Regions from separate parts of the Arachis hypogaea genome. Here region 2 is linked to region 1. Evidence: chromatin contacts called from public Hi-C data. All regions are on one chromosome and are shown on one strand. Each heading gives the region's core, a stretch centred on a gene start, on an enhancer-like site or on the middle of the called end of the contact. The rest is flanking DNA. Distances are from core to core; before and after follow the strand shown.

The links. Hi-C and Micro-C count contacts between places; a contact is called where the count stands out from the background.
Region 2: a Hi-C map of leaf shows a contact between it and region 1, with 2.9 times the contacts expected there. The contact joins the enhancer-like site here to the promoter of LOC112755753 in region 1. A contact is called at or near these places in 4 of 8 Hi-C or Micro-C datasets (leaf and an unstated tissue).

What each region holds. Positions count from the first base shown.
Region 1 is chr6:112,043,458-112,050,840 of arahy.Tifrunner.gnm2.J5K5, reverse strand. It overlaps LOC112755753 (homeobox protein knotted-1-like 3), which reads left to right and starts at 4,914. Exons shown (of 6, transcript XM_072197703.1): 1 at 4,914-5,916; 2 at 6,712-6,832; 3 at 7,210-7,383. The coding sequence starts at 5,239.
Region 2 is chr6:112,113,389-112,120,408 of arahy.Tifrunner.gnm2.J5K5, reverse strand. It overlaps LOC112755754 (trafficking protein particle complex II-specific subunit 120 homolog), which reads left to right. Exons shown (of 10, transcript XM_025804048.3): 6 at 221-509; 7 at 866-1,149; 8 at 1,254-2,131; 9 at 2,942-3,874; 10 at 3,974-4,475. The coding sequence ends at 4,194. Among protein-coding and RNA genes, the nearest start is that of LOC112755754, 7.1 kb to the left of the region's middle. Within about 2 kb of position 4,553, at least 3 of the 3 cell types and tissues checked have open chromatin away from gene starts, as enhancers often do.

The DNA.
Region 1 (7,383 bases), core at 3,665-6,164:
TGAAATTATAAGTATTTATGACTCATTAAATTTCTGCTAATATAAAATTACTAAACTATCGAATTTATATATATTAAATCTGTTTGTTTAATAATTATATTCATATTTTTAATTAGAATTCTTCTTCTTTCTTCTATATTTTCACTCGTCAGTTTTCTGTTTTTTAACTCCATCACTTGGCCTTGCTCTCAAGAATTATATTATGTTATTATATTAAAAAATATTTTATATTCCTTTTTTAAATTATTATTTTTTATAATAAATATGTTATAAATTATATTAAATTATGTTAAATTATTTTAGATTGTGTTGGATTGATTTATTTTATAATTATTATATTTTTTTATTATTTTTTATTTTTTAAAAATATCCATGAATAAATTCTACCCTTTTTTATAGAGATAATTAAATGAATATCCATAATAAAAATGAAAAAAAAAAAGACAGAATACAATCAGGGGCGGAGCTACATTGTAGCTAAGGGGGCAATTAGTGGCGAAACTTGAAATAAAATTTTGAGGGGCCAGATAGAAAATAATTGTCAAAATATTTTTTATATGGACTCCATTTAAGATAAGCTCCTCTAATCTCATATCTCTGGTTTGGGTGATATTACCAAATTTAAAGCCGTTTCTCAAGATCTCGTTCCAAAAAGTTAAGGTTAAAGTCATATGTAACTTTTTGAACTTTTGAAGGTTACTTATATCTCACTTTCTTCGTGATTCATTAAAGTAGAAGAACTATCTACATGTGTTGATATTGTAAAAGTTATATGTTCTCCTTCTTAAATATTAGCCTTCCTCTTAAAAAAATATATCAATTCTTTGATTTTTCATTATTATTTTATATAAAAATTTGAATATATATCCTGAAAAATATGTAAAGAAGAAGTTAGAAGGATAAATATTAAAATTTATAATATTTATTGAATTTTTTTTATCAATTTATATAAATACAATAATATTAATACTTATTGAATGTTCTATTATTTTTTATCATATAAAAAATTAAATTAAATAAATAATAAAATATAAAATAATATTAAATTAAATAAATAAAAATATCTAATTTTTTATATTTGAACTTAAAGATAGAGAGAGTGTTATTTATTGAACTTATTAGATATTTTAAGTCATAGTAAAGTATTTTTTTGGTGACCGAAATAAATTAAACAAAGAAAAACAAAACAAACAAAACAAGGAACTGCCTAAATAGAGGGACAGTCCCGTTTAAGACTACTCTTAAACTCTTCCCAAGGTGAAAGAAGCTCCACATGCGAAAGTTGTAACTTCATCGCCATCTTTGCCATAGTATCTGCCACCGTGTTTGCATCTCTCATAATCAAACGAAAGTCAACCCACCAATTCCAATGCATGATATCTCTTATTTTGAGCACCAGTGGATCAATAAACCCAAAACCATCTTGAGTAACAAGATTAAATGCTTCCACACAATCCGTCTCACAAATAACATCTCGTTGACCCACATCCCAAGCTAAGAGATATCCTCTCCAAATAGCAAACAATTCTCCTTGAAGAATACTATTACTCTCAATCATTCCCAAACACCCCCTTTGCCAGCTCCCATTACAATCTCTAATAACACAAGCAAAACCAACACTATCACCCGAACCAAAATAACTAGCATCACAATTAATCTTAAAAGTACCAATGGATGTGGGATTCCAAAAACCATTTAGAGTAGAGGGAAGGGACATACGTTGTAATTCAAAGATATTCCTAAGCTCCTTTTTTGAAGTTAATGCCAGAAATCACTTTTTCCGGAGGCCAAGTTTCATCGGGATTAAAGATGTCATTATTCCTTGCTCGCCATATCCACCAAAGTCTCGAAAAGAACTTGAACGGATGCTCTCTGCTATGATACAAGAACCCGTTCTTCAAATCCAAAGGATGACAAGAAATATCCAACCTATGCCAGACAAGCTGAGCTTTGGGACAATCCCGAATACAATGTAAAACCGATTCCTGGCTAGAAAGACATCTTGGACACTTATCCGACGACGACATCCCTCTTCTAAAGCGAAAACTTGCAGTAGGAAGAGCCTCCTTAAGACACAACCAAGCCAAAAATTTATGCTTTTCCGGAACAAGCTGGCGCCAAAGCCAAAGCCAATTCTCCCGCTCCTCCCAACCAAACAGCTGCTTACACAACCACAAGTAACCATTGCGAGAGTTATAGACTTTGGCAGCAGACCCACTCCAATACCAACCCACTTCCGGACCTGCTTGTTCATCTGGATTGTAAGAAAGAATATTATCTTTCAGATTTTGAGATAAAGGAGAATAAAGAGTATCCAAATGCCACCTACTAACCGACCAAATATCCTGAATTCGGAGATTCGAATCAGAAATGTGAACATAATCGATCTCATTAGATAACCGTCCTTCTTTCCTCCAGCTAGAAAACCAAAAATTCTGGTTCAAATCTCCAATACACCAAGCAAACCCATCCTTCAACACTTCCCAAGCCTTGCAAAGACACCTCCAAATGGGAGAGTCCTTGTTCTTAGGATAACTAAAACAGTCATATAGAGATGATCGGTATTTGGCATCCAACAATTGGACCCATAGCTTGTTTGGCTGCTGGAAGAAAGTCCAAACTAGCTTCCCAAGAAGAGCAATATTTACACAATAAGGATCTCTAATCCCTAAACCTCCATATTTTTTTGGAGTAACCAGTGACACAATTCATAATCAAATTAAGTGTAGGAATAGAAAAACCAAAGCTTTTAAGGGTATGAGCTAAAAACCTCCAGTCAACTCTGTCATAAGCTTTCTCCAGATCAATCTTAAATGCCAGTGTGCCTTTCTTTGATTTAGTCTTCTTCATAAAGTGGAGGACTTCTTGGGCAATAATGATGTTGTCAGGAGTTCCTCGTCCCGGAATAAATCCTCCTTGAAGCGGGCCAACAATCTCCGCAAGATGAGGACGAAGCCTATTAACAAGGACCTTCGTGATGATCTTGTAAACTACATTGCAGAGACTAATCGGCCTGAAATCTTTCATAGATACCGGTGATTCAACCTTTGGAATGAGAACTAGTAAAGTCTCCAACATTCTCGGATCAAGAGGAACACCGGAGAATGCCTGCTTAACCATCTTCCAAACATCAAGACCAATGATCTCCCAATATTCTTTGAAGAAGAAAGCTTGAAACCCATCAGGACCCGGAGCTTTAAAAGAGTTCATGTGAAAAACCGCTGCTTTGACTTCCTCCATAGTAACTGGTGCCGTAAGGTTATTGCAAGCTTCCTCGTTTAGAGAAGGAAGAGGCACATCACCAAGGCAACCCAAATCAACATCATCTAAATGACAGAATAAGCTTTTATAGATAGACTCTACTTCTTGACTCAGAACCTCTGGATCAGTTTCCCACACTCCATCCTTGAGAAAAAGGCCATGAATCTTATTATGCTTCCTTCGCGCAAGAGTTTGAATATGAAAGAATCTTGTATTCCTATCCCCGAACCTTACCCACTGCTCTCTGGACTTTTGGAACCATAGGAGCTCTTCTTGCACTAGAGTATTATTATAATCATCAAGCAACTGTCGCTCTTTCTGACGCAAATAAATACTATCCACCACTTCCAAACGCTTTTGTAAATAATTAATCTGCTGCTCTAATTCACATTTCTTAACAAAAATGTTACCAAATACCTTCGAGTTAAACTCTAGTGAATTCTTCTGTACTTCCGAAAGCTTGCCATGAATTCCTCTATTACCAGACCACCATGACTGGTTCACAATATCCCTATACCCAGGATGAGTAGCCCAAGCAGCAACAAATCGGAAAGGTCGATTCCCTTTAGGCTGAGGACGACCTTTACAACGCACCAGAATAGGGCAATGATCAGACTGAAGCCTATTTAAAACTTCTGCATAAGCCTCTGGAAAGATAGATAACCAACTATTATTTATACAGACTCGATCAAGCTTTTTTGCCACGTCAATATAATTTTTCACCCTCCTGTACCAAGAAAACTGCCTCCCAATAGTCTTCAGATCAAACAAACCACTATCCCCTAATGAAGTAGCAAACATGTCTACTCTTTGATGAGAAAACTGACAGCCCTTAGATTCATGAGAGAATTTGACTTCATTAAAATCACCAAGAACAATCCAAGGTCCTTGAAAAACCATGGATTGTGCAACAAGATAATCCCAAAGGAGAACCCTTTTATTAAATTGAGGACTGCCATAAATACCACTACACCTCCAAATTAAATTATCAAAGTGAACCTCAACAGTAACACCCTGATCAAAAGCATCAATGAACTTACAACAAACACCCTTCATAGAGGATAGAAACCAAATACCTCCCTTATGCCCCTCTGCTTCTACTATACCAACAGAGTGATACCCCAATTTTTCCCAGAATAATTTTAAATGCTGAAAAGGGGAGTGAGTTTCAACCACAATAAAAAAAACAGGTCTAAATTTCCTAACAAGTTCCTTGCAATGCACACGGGCTAACTTATTAGAAGCACCCCTAATATTCCAAACAATCATATTTAAGTCAATTGAATTATTTTTTATCTTTTGAAAAAATATTACTAAATTTTTTATAAAAAATTTGGGGAGGGTCATGACCCTTGTCTGAACTAAGCTCTACCACTAGGACAATGACCTCCTAATTTTAATTTTTTATATATAAATTATATGTAAATTTCAATTTAATCTCTCTCAAAATTTTATTTTAATTTTATTTTATTATATAAATATTTTTGATTTCCTTTTAATCTTTTATCTAACTCCTGCCCTAATACGATATTCATTGTTATGTCTAATTTTTTTTTCTCTATATTTATAATAATAAGACTACGGTTTACGTACGGTAACAAAATGATTTTTAAAATTTAAAAATGAATTATTTTTGTTATCGGCAATACAAAATTAAATATGTTTATTATTTTTATTGTTGAGGATAAGTACATAAAAATAAAATAGAAAAGGTTTTGTATTAATTACACGGCAGTGAAGGTTGGAAGCCAAAAGAAAGGAAAGGAAAATCACAGTAGCAGGGTGAGTAGCAGAAGAAAATTAACGAGTCCGAGAAAAGCACTGTGACAAAGACAAAAGGGCAGTACCTCATCCATTTGTCTCTCCGGTGTCCTTATTCCAACCATTAAATATAAACGTTTATAGTAACCCTCACCAATTACATACACACACCATCATCATCATTTTCCTCTCTCTTTCTCTCTTTTCTCTCTCTCTATGGCTTACCACAACCACAACCCTCTCTCTGTCTCTGACTCACACGACGACCTTCCTCTTCACCATTTCACCCACCAATCCAACACCTTCCCTTCCTCTCCTCCCCACCCTAACTCCAAACCTAACTCCGATCCTCTCCAAACCACCGCTCCCAGCTGGCTCAACAACGCACTCCTCCGAACCAACTTCACCGACACCACCAACACCACCGCCACTTCCAACGCTAATAACACCAACGCCAACTCCAATTTCCTCAATCTCCACACGGCCTCCGACTCCGCCGCATCCCAGCCATCTCCGTGGCTCGACGCTACCGGTGTCAACTTCGAACCGGTCGATTTGAAGACCGGAATTGCCAACGCCAAGGGGGACGTGACGGCCGCCGTCGTCGGAGATGGTGGCGGAGGTGACGGCGGAGGAGGAGGGATGGTGAATTGGCAGGTTGGAAGATGGAAGGCGGAGATACTGGCGCACCCTCTGTACGAACAGCTGCTGTCGGCACACGTGGCGTGCCTGAGGATCGCCACGCCGGTGGACCAGCTGCCGAGGATCGACGCACAGCTGGCACAGTCACAGAATGTAGTCTCCAAGTACTCTGCCTTCGGCCATGGCGTTGGAGATGACAAAGAACTCGACCAGTTCATGGTAACTCTCCCTCTCACTGTTTTGAAGAGTACGGTAACTATGGACTCTGAACTTTCCAGAACATTTTCTTTTGCTTCTTTTGCTTCCAAAGTTTTGGAAAGCAAATTACGTGGTGAAGCTTTTATTTTTTTTTTCCTCCCTCTAAAGCTGTGTCCAGGCAAACACGCCCTTAACAGAAGTGCTCTCTTCTCTTCTCTTTCTAACTCACGTAATAACCGTATTTGTTTGTTTAGACTTTATGATACCGAATCTTATTTTTCTTAAATGCTTGTACAGTAAAACAGACTTCCAGTTTTTGCAGTTATTTGATTGGTTTATTAATTCGTACGGAATTCTTCCTCTTTTTTCGGATTTAATTGAGTTTATCGCGTTCAAATTAGTGACTTCATGGTTTTAATAATTATGATTGTTACTATTACTGTTTTGGCTTTGATTATGGGATCGGACGATGAAAGATATTTCAGATTGCAGCTGAAATGAATTACTTGCTATGATTTTAGGGCTTTTGGGAATTAAATTAGGGATTTGATCCAGAGGTTTTGTTTAGCCGAACAGAGGAAATGAAGAGAATGAAGTTTGCTTGTTTATAGGATGTAAAACTGACGGGTTATGGAAGCAAGTGGATCAAATTTGACTTTTAGAGATGATTTTTTAGTTTTGTTCGACGCCGAATTCAGCAATTGAATGAATACATGCAGTTTTGATGATTCATCTTTGAAGTGCTGCAATATGTTTGATTCTTGATTTATTCTTTGATGGCAATGGTAGTTTGCTTCTTTCTTGGTTTATTCTTACCGGGTGGGTGTTTTTTCGTGCTTCTTGTTGCAGTCGCACTACGTTTTGCTTCTTTGCTCCTTCAAAGAACAATTGCAGCAGCATGTCCGCGTCCACGCAATGGAAGCAGTAATGGCTTGTTGGGAGATCGAGCAATCCTTACAAAGTTTAACAGGTGCCAAAATCTGTCTCATAATACAAGTTAAATGTCTCTGGAAAAAGCTAAAATTTACTTACAAGAATGAAACCAAGTTATGCTTGTAAGACAGTTATTTCTCTCTAAGACAGTTATGGGTTTGGATTTCTTAATTCCACATGCATTACAGGTTTGTAACAGATAAATGACATTTTCATGTGTTTGAACTTTGACAAAAGTGTTAAACAATTCATAATTCATTGGCCAGTTGTCCAAATTCTTAGCATGTTCTTTGATCTTTTGATTTAATTAGCCAAAAGACTTCATTTGCAGAAAACAAGAAAATAAACAGCAAAAGTAAATGTTTTTTATGAGTACTAAACTGATAATTGTTCTCACTTGCTGTATGAGAACAGGAGTTTCACCCGGAGAAGGTACAGGGGCTACAATGTCCGACGACGAAGATGATCAAGTTGATAGTGAGGCCAATCTGTTTGACGGTAGTTTGGATGGAACAGATAGCATGGGGTTTGGCCCTCTTATTCCGACAGAGAACGAGAGGTCCCTCATGGAGCGTGTAAGACAAGAAT
Region 2 (7,020 bases), core at 3,304-5,803, 70 kb before region 1:
TCCAAGTCCTTGTGAATTTTGATTTTTGACTTTCAGAAATTAGATCAACATTTCTGTTAGTACTTCGTAAATTTATATCTGATTAGTTAAAACAGTTAATATATCTTTGCTTTGTGTTGGAAATTGTTTGAGGAACTTGTAGTGTGGTACTGCTTTAATCAATGTATTTCCATTGTTTTATTCTTTCTAAAACAGCGATCTGTATTCTCTCAATCTGCAGGAGAGAGTTGGCCAAGGAGGTGGTTGAGTTGTTGACCACTGCTGCCGATGGTGCTAAATCTTTAATTGATGCAAGTGATAGACTTGTATTATATATTGAAATTGCTCGTTTGTATGGTAATCTTGGGTACCAGAGAAAAGCTGCTTTCTTTTCTAGGCAGGTTGCTCAGTTATATCTTCAGCAAGAAAATCGATTGGCTGCAATTAGTGCTATGCAAGTTTTGGCAATGACAACAAAAGCGTATCATGTTCAAAGTAGATCCTCAATATCAGATCATTCTCAGAAAAATGTGAGTTTACAACACTGAGCTATCTATGCACCATATCTCTTTTGAATATTGAACTGCCTAGTCACACAGGCCTTGCTTTTTTAAAAAGATATATGATCATGTTATGCCTTGGATGGATACATTTTGATTTGAAACTTGAATTTTCTTACTTCTACACATCATGTGTGCACTACCTGAACCTTCCCGGCATCTTGTTTTGAATTTTAAGTACATCATATAAATTATTGAAGGTGAAAAATCTAGCATGAAAGCTTTGACTGAAATTAGAGTCTCAAAACGACATTGATAGATTGAAGAGTTTTTTCTTAATAAAATAATTCATTTTTAATGTAATTCATACCATTAATTATTCACAGAAGGGAAATGGAGATGGCGGGAAAACTTATCACCAATCAGCAGTTTCATTATTCGAATCTCAATGGAGTACCCTCCAGATGGTTGTGCTGAGAGAAATTCTGCTCTCTGCAGTTCGTGCTGGAGATCCTCTTACTGCATGGAGTGCTGCAGCCCGACTTCTCAGACACTACTATCCTCTAATAACTCCTGGTGGTCAAAATGGCCTTGCAAATGCCCTTTCAAATTCAGCAGATAGGCTGCCACCAGGGACACGATGTGCTGATCCTGCTTTACCTTTTATAAGGTGTTTACTCTGTTAAAGATTTAATTTCCAGTTCGACAATTTACATCATGACTATTCAATACAAATGGACAAAGGGTAACAGTTTGTTTACTAATTGTTTTCAGGTTGCATTCTTTTCCGCTCCTCCCGATACAAATGGACATTGTAAAACGGAATCCAGCCAGACCAGACTGGTGGGCAGGTTCTGCTCCTTCAGGTCCATTCATTTATACACCCTTCAGTAAAGGAGATCCAATCAATGTCAAGAAGCAAGAACTTATCTGGGTTGTTGGAGAGCCTATCCAGGTCATGGTGGAATTGGCAAACCCATGTGGCTTTGATTTAAGGGTTGACAGCATATACCTATCTGTTCATTCAGGAAACTTAGATGCTTTTCCCATGAGTGTAAAACTCTTGCCAAATTCATCGAAAGTGATCACCTTATCAGGCATTCCAACATCAGTGGGGCCGGTTACAATTCCTGGGTGCATTGTTCATTGTTTTGGTGTTATTACTGAGCATCTTTTTAAAGAGGTTGACAATCTGCTTCTTGGGGCCACCCAAGGGCTTGTCCTTTCTGACCCTTTCCGATCTTGTGGATCTCCAAAGTTGAAGAATGTAACAGTTCCAAATATTTCTGTAGTTCCACCACTTCCGTTGCTGATATCACGTGTTGTTGGAGGTGATGGTGCCATCATTTTATATGAAGGTGAAATTCGTGATATATGGATAAGTCTGGCTAATGCAGGCACAGTTGCAATTGAGCAGGCGCATATTTCACTGTCAGGGAAAAATCAAGATTCTGTGATTTCATATTCTAGTGAGACTTTAAAATCTTGCCTCCCTCTAAAGCCTGGTGCTGAAGTGACAATTCGTGTGACCTTGCGAGCCTGGCAGGTTGGATCAGTGGATGTTGATGCTGGTGGTGGGAAGGCTGTCTCTGGAAGCAATGTGAGGCACATCAAAGATGGAAGCAGTCCATCACTTATGATCCACTATGCTGGTACCACTTTAAAAACACAGATTCTGATTGTTTCTTGCTTTCTTCTTCATCAATTTATCTTTTACCTCCTTTTTGGTGGTGTTAATGGCCCTTTTAGAGTTATATATTTGTCAAATATGCATAGATATTCTCAATGTAGCCATGTAGGCTTTAGTTTTGCAATTTATACTGTCTGCTCCCATTTCTTTGTACCTTTATTTCGATCCAAAACATGAGACTAATCACTCTGTGGTAGTTGCATCAGAACATGCTAAGATGAAACGTTATATTAGTGGACCTCAACATTTGAATCATTGTCATTCCCCTTTTTCAATTTTCCCTTGTCTTCCTCTCCTCCAGAGATGCCAACTTATTGGTGCATGGCTGGTCCATTACACGTCAGTGTGTGAAAGTCACAGACAGAATATGACACACATCAGACATGCATCCAATATTAAGTATTGATATCCCATATTTTTTTATTGAAAGTACTAATCATATGTCCCATGTGAGGAGCTTACAAAGTGGTAAATATTTGCACCTTGATGCTTGTAAATTTTGAATATATAGACATCTTGAACAATTTTTAATATACAAATGGGTGTTTGTATTCTGCTATTAGAAGAGTTAGTGTCTCTGTCCATGTTGTGTCAAGGGTCCATGTCAGTACATGTGCTACTTAGGTTACATCGGTGTTCTCTTGTATATTATTCCATCATGGGCAGTCCATATATGTGGATAAAATAAGGTTCACTATGGATCTTCCAGCATGTGGCAGATTGCATTCTTTATAGGAGAATGATAATAATACTCTTTCCATTTTTGTTTCAGGACCACTTCAAACCACTGGAGATACTCCAGCAAATGCATCTACTGTGCCCCCTGGCAGACGCCTTGTTGTTCCCTTGCAGATTTGTGTTTTGCAGGGTTTGTCTTTCGTAAAGGCTCAGCTTCTTTCAATGGAATTTCCTGCCCATGTCGGTGAAAATCTTCCCAAGGTTGATGATCTAGATTCCACAGGACATTTTGACTCTACAACAAACATGGACAAATTGGTGAAGATAAATCCTTCCAGAGGAAGTTGGGGACTGAGATTTCTCGAACTCGAGTTATCTAATCCAACTGACATTGTGTTTGAAATCAATGTCTCCATCAAACTAGACAAATCTAGCAACGAGGGAAATCATTCTGTTGATCAGGATGCTGCTGAACACAGCTATCCTAAGACAAGAATCGATAGGGATTGCTCGGCAAGGGTTCTAGTGCCACTCAAGCATTTCAAATTACCTGTTCTTGATGATTCCTTTTTCATGAGGGACAATCAGGCAGATGGCAGAAGCACACCCTTCTCTCAAAAGAACACAAAAGCCGAGCTCAATGCTTGTATCAAGAGCCTTATCTCCAGGATCAAGGTCCGGTGGCATTCGGGACGTAATAGCTCTGGCGAGTTGAATATCAAGGACGCGATCCAGGCAGCATTGCAGACATCAATCATGGATGTCCTGCTGCCAGATCCACTGACTTTCATGTTCAGGCTCACTGGACATGATGTTGAATCAGAAAAACCTGATCCTGATAAAGAATCTAATATCGTCGAATCTTCTGCTTCCAGAGGTTCAGTGATTGCACATGAAATGACGCCAATGGAGGTTCTGGTTCGTAATAACACAAAGGATATGATCAAAATCAATTTCAATATTACATGCAGAGATGTAGCTGGGGAGAATTGTGTCGATGGAACCAAAGCAACTGTTTTATGGACAGGTAATGCCCATAATAATTGCTTTCCACTTTCTGCAATTGGCATGCATTTGTAAACTTTTCTAACACTATTATGTTTTTGCTATAATCAATGTTTTTCAGGTGTTCTAAGTGACATCAGTGTGGAAATTCCCCCACTTCAACAAATCAAACATTCTTTCTGCTTGCATTTTCTTGTCCCGGGAGAGTACACACTATTAGCCGCAGCAGTGATTGATAATCCAAGCGACATTCTACGTGCTCGTGCAAAGGCCACCTCACCATCCGAGCCAATTTTCTGCCGGGGACCACCGTATCACGTTCGTGTTCACGGAACTGCTTGACATTTTTTGTCTATGAATACGATGTGAACTTCATGAGCTTATATTTTGTAGATTTAGGGTGTTATCATTTGTACGAGTTTTTCATATGATCCCCCTGGGTTCTTCTGATTGATATTTCTTGGAGCTGTGCTCTCCAAATTAAGAATCCAACTGAAGACATTGAGGTTTCAACTGTAAATCATGTCAAATTCGATTGTGCTGTGATGCGATAGTTGCCAACATGCTCAAATTTATTATTAAATACACAATTCACACACTAAAGGTTATTAAATCTCATCTCAGTCTTAGTTGGAATTTGAACTTGGTGTATCTTTTTTTTTTTTTTGGGTCAGGGTGTAGCTCTTTAAAAGGCAGTCAAATCTATGATATCATCCATGCTTCAGTTGCGGGTCATGCATTCTTGTATAGATAAGTTTACTGGTTGGGAGACAACGGTCAATCCAATAATCCCAAGTAGTTAAGAGTTTATTGTTTCAGAGTATTGGACTTCCATGAAACCTGCTGCATATGTTAAATATTGCCACTACACCAAGCCTTGGCCCACACATTTTCTTGGTATTGGATAATTTAGATACCCATGATTCGTGGGCCTATTTATTGTTGGTTTTCCAAAAACAAAAAACGGAAAATACTCAGGCTATGTTGGTCAATACTCAATATGTCTTTCGAAAATTATTTCAACTTTCAACTCTTTTTATATATTGATGATAATATGGTTTAAATTTAAAACCTCGAAGGTACGAGCTGAATTCCTTGTCTTTATATTGTCATAACCTTGCAAACGCCCTTATTTAAAATTAACATTTAGACCCCAATGCCCTACTCATAATGAATTCTTCCTCTAATCAATAATAAACTAAAACACCTCTAGAGAATCTACCACAATTTCGCATCAAAACGAGACTTTGATTGTAATAAAGGAAATAGTTAGCAAATGTTTTGAGTGTATTTGTTAAGGACACTTAAAATAATAACCTTTTTATATTTTTAATACATTAATATATTCAAAATTTATTAAAAATATAAAAAAAAAGCTTAAATTTTTTAAGATATTTATTAACTAAATCCTTTAATTAATTTTTCTTTTAAATTCTGTAATGGTTCAAGTATCTAAGGTTTTGATTTTGAATATGACAAATTAGGGTGTGAGTTGCTTTCACTGTTGTTTTAGTAGAAGAATTAATTATTTACTTTTTCATTATAACTTGCCAATTGCAAAAGTTACCACAAATTTAAGATTGGACCATTTTAATTAGGAGAGTCTCTAATTTATTTGGTGGCACAAAGTTGAGGCATCATTTAATTCATAACAAGCAACCAACCGAAATAGCAGCTTAATTGTCACACACACACACCCTTTTTCAACAAGGATAGTAGCATGTGAAATAGACTCTCTTTGTTTCTTGGGAAAAAAAAAACCAAAAAAATATAAAAATGTGAAAACAAATCAACTTTTGTTATTTGGTGACTTTGAAACTACGTAGTGAATTGCCACGGAGTCTTCATCATTAATTGATTTTCATGTTTAGTTGACTTCATGGAAATACTACAATACAGGACCATCAATGTTTTGACATTTTACCAACTTCCATTTTTTTTGGATAACCATGTTTAAAAGTTAAAACAATAGTAACATATATATCAAGCTACGTGTCTTGTTATATTAGGTAGCTTTTTAATTATTGTCCACCTTGAAGAACAACAGTGTGGACAGAATTTGTTTTGGAGAAAAGAAGGAATTAATAGAAACAGATATTTTGAAATTGTTTCTATCTTGTAATAATTTTCAACATTATTTTTATGTTATATCTCGTGAATTATCTTTAAATTAGTTTTTGTATCATTAAAAAGAAGGATGTGAAAAACCTAGCTATACTATTGTGCTTGGTTGGTTAGTTTTATTTGCATCTTTAGAATATTATTGATCAACTTTTTAAAAAATAAAAAATTAATTAGTATTAATTCAAATATAAAGTAAAAACAAAGAAGAAAAATACTAGACACTTAACAGTTTTTAAAATAAAATTTTATAAAAAAAATAGCTGATATTGACTCATCATCAGTACTCAGTTACATATTTTTAAATCTATTTTAATTATTTAGCATAGTTTTAGTATATGTAAATTTATCTATTTTTCAATCAATAATTTTATAAATATTAATAAGTTAATTATATTAAAAAGTTAAAGATAAAACATTTTAACCTTTTTAAAAAATAAAATTAACTATAATAACTTGTCCGCCTCATACTATAGAATTTTGGTTCTCCTAACGAGACTCTTGGTTTAAAAGCAAAAAGGACGAAACAGAAGTTTCATACATTTAATCATCTTTATTTTAGTTTCTGCTTTCCTTTTGTTTTTGTTTTTTTTGTTTTTTTTTTCGGAAGTCTAGATCGAAGAAACTCCCTTTTAATGATATATGGTACTTCTTGCACGGGGCATAAATATTTAGTTTTAGTTCATGTGATGGAAGTACTTTTTTTTTTTTAATTGGTAAGAAATTTTTTTAATGGTGCATGGATGTTAATTAAGCTTTGATCATGACTAATCGAATTGACTATTGCTTTCTTAGGTTTTCTTGTCATTGCTTTCTTAGTTGTTAATCATTACTTTGAAGAAATATAATTATCATTATGATTTGACCCTCGATAGTAGATGATGGATCCTCTTAGGTAAAAATAAAAAAGTTTCAGGTGGCGGAAACATTTATATCAAGCAAACTTAAAAGCTTTAGACGTGGTCTCCCTTTCAATGTGTAGCATGTGATCATAACAATTTGTATCAACACTAAAACATTTGCTTATTATAATATATATTCCATATA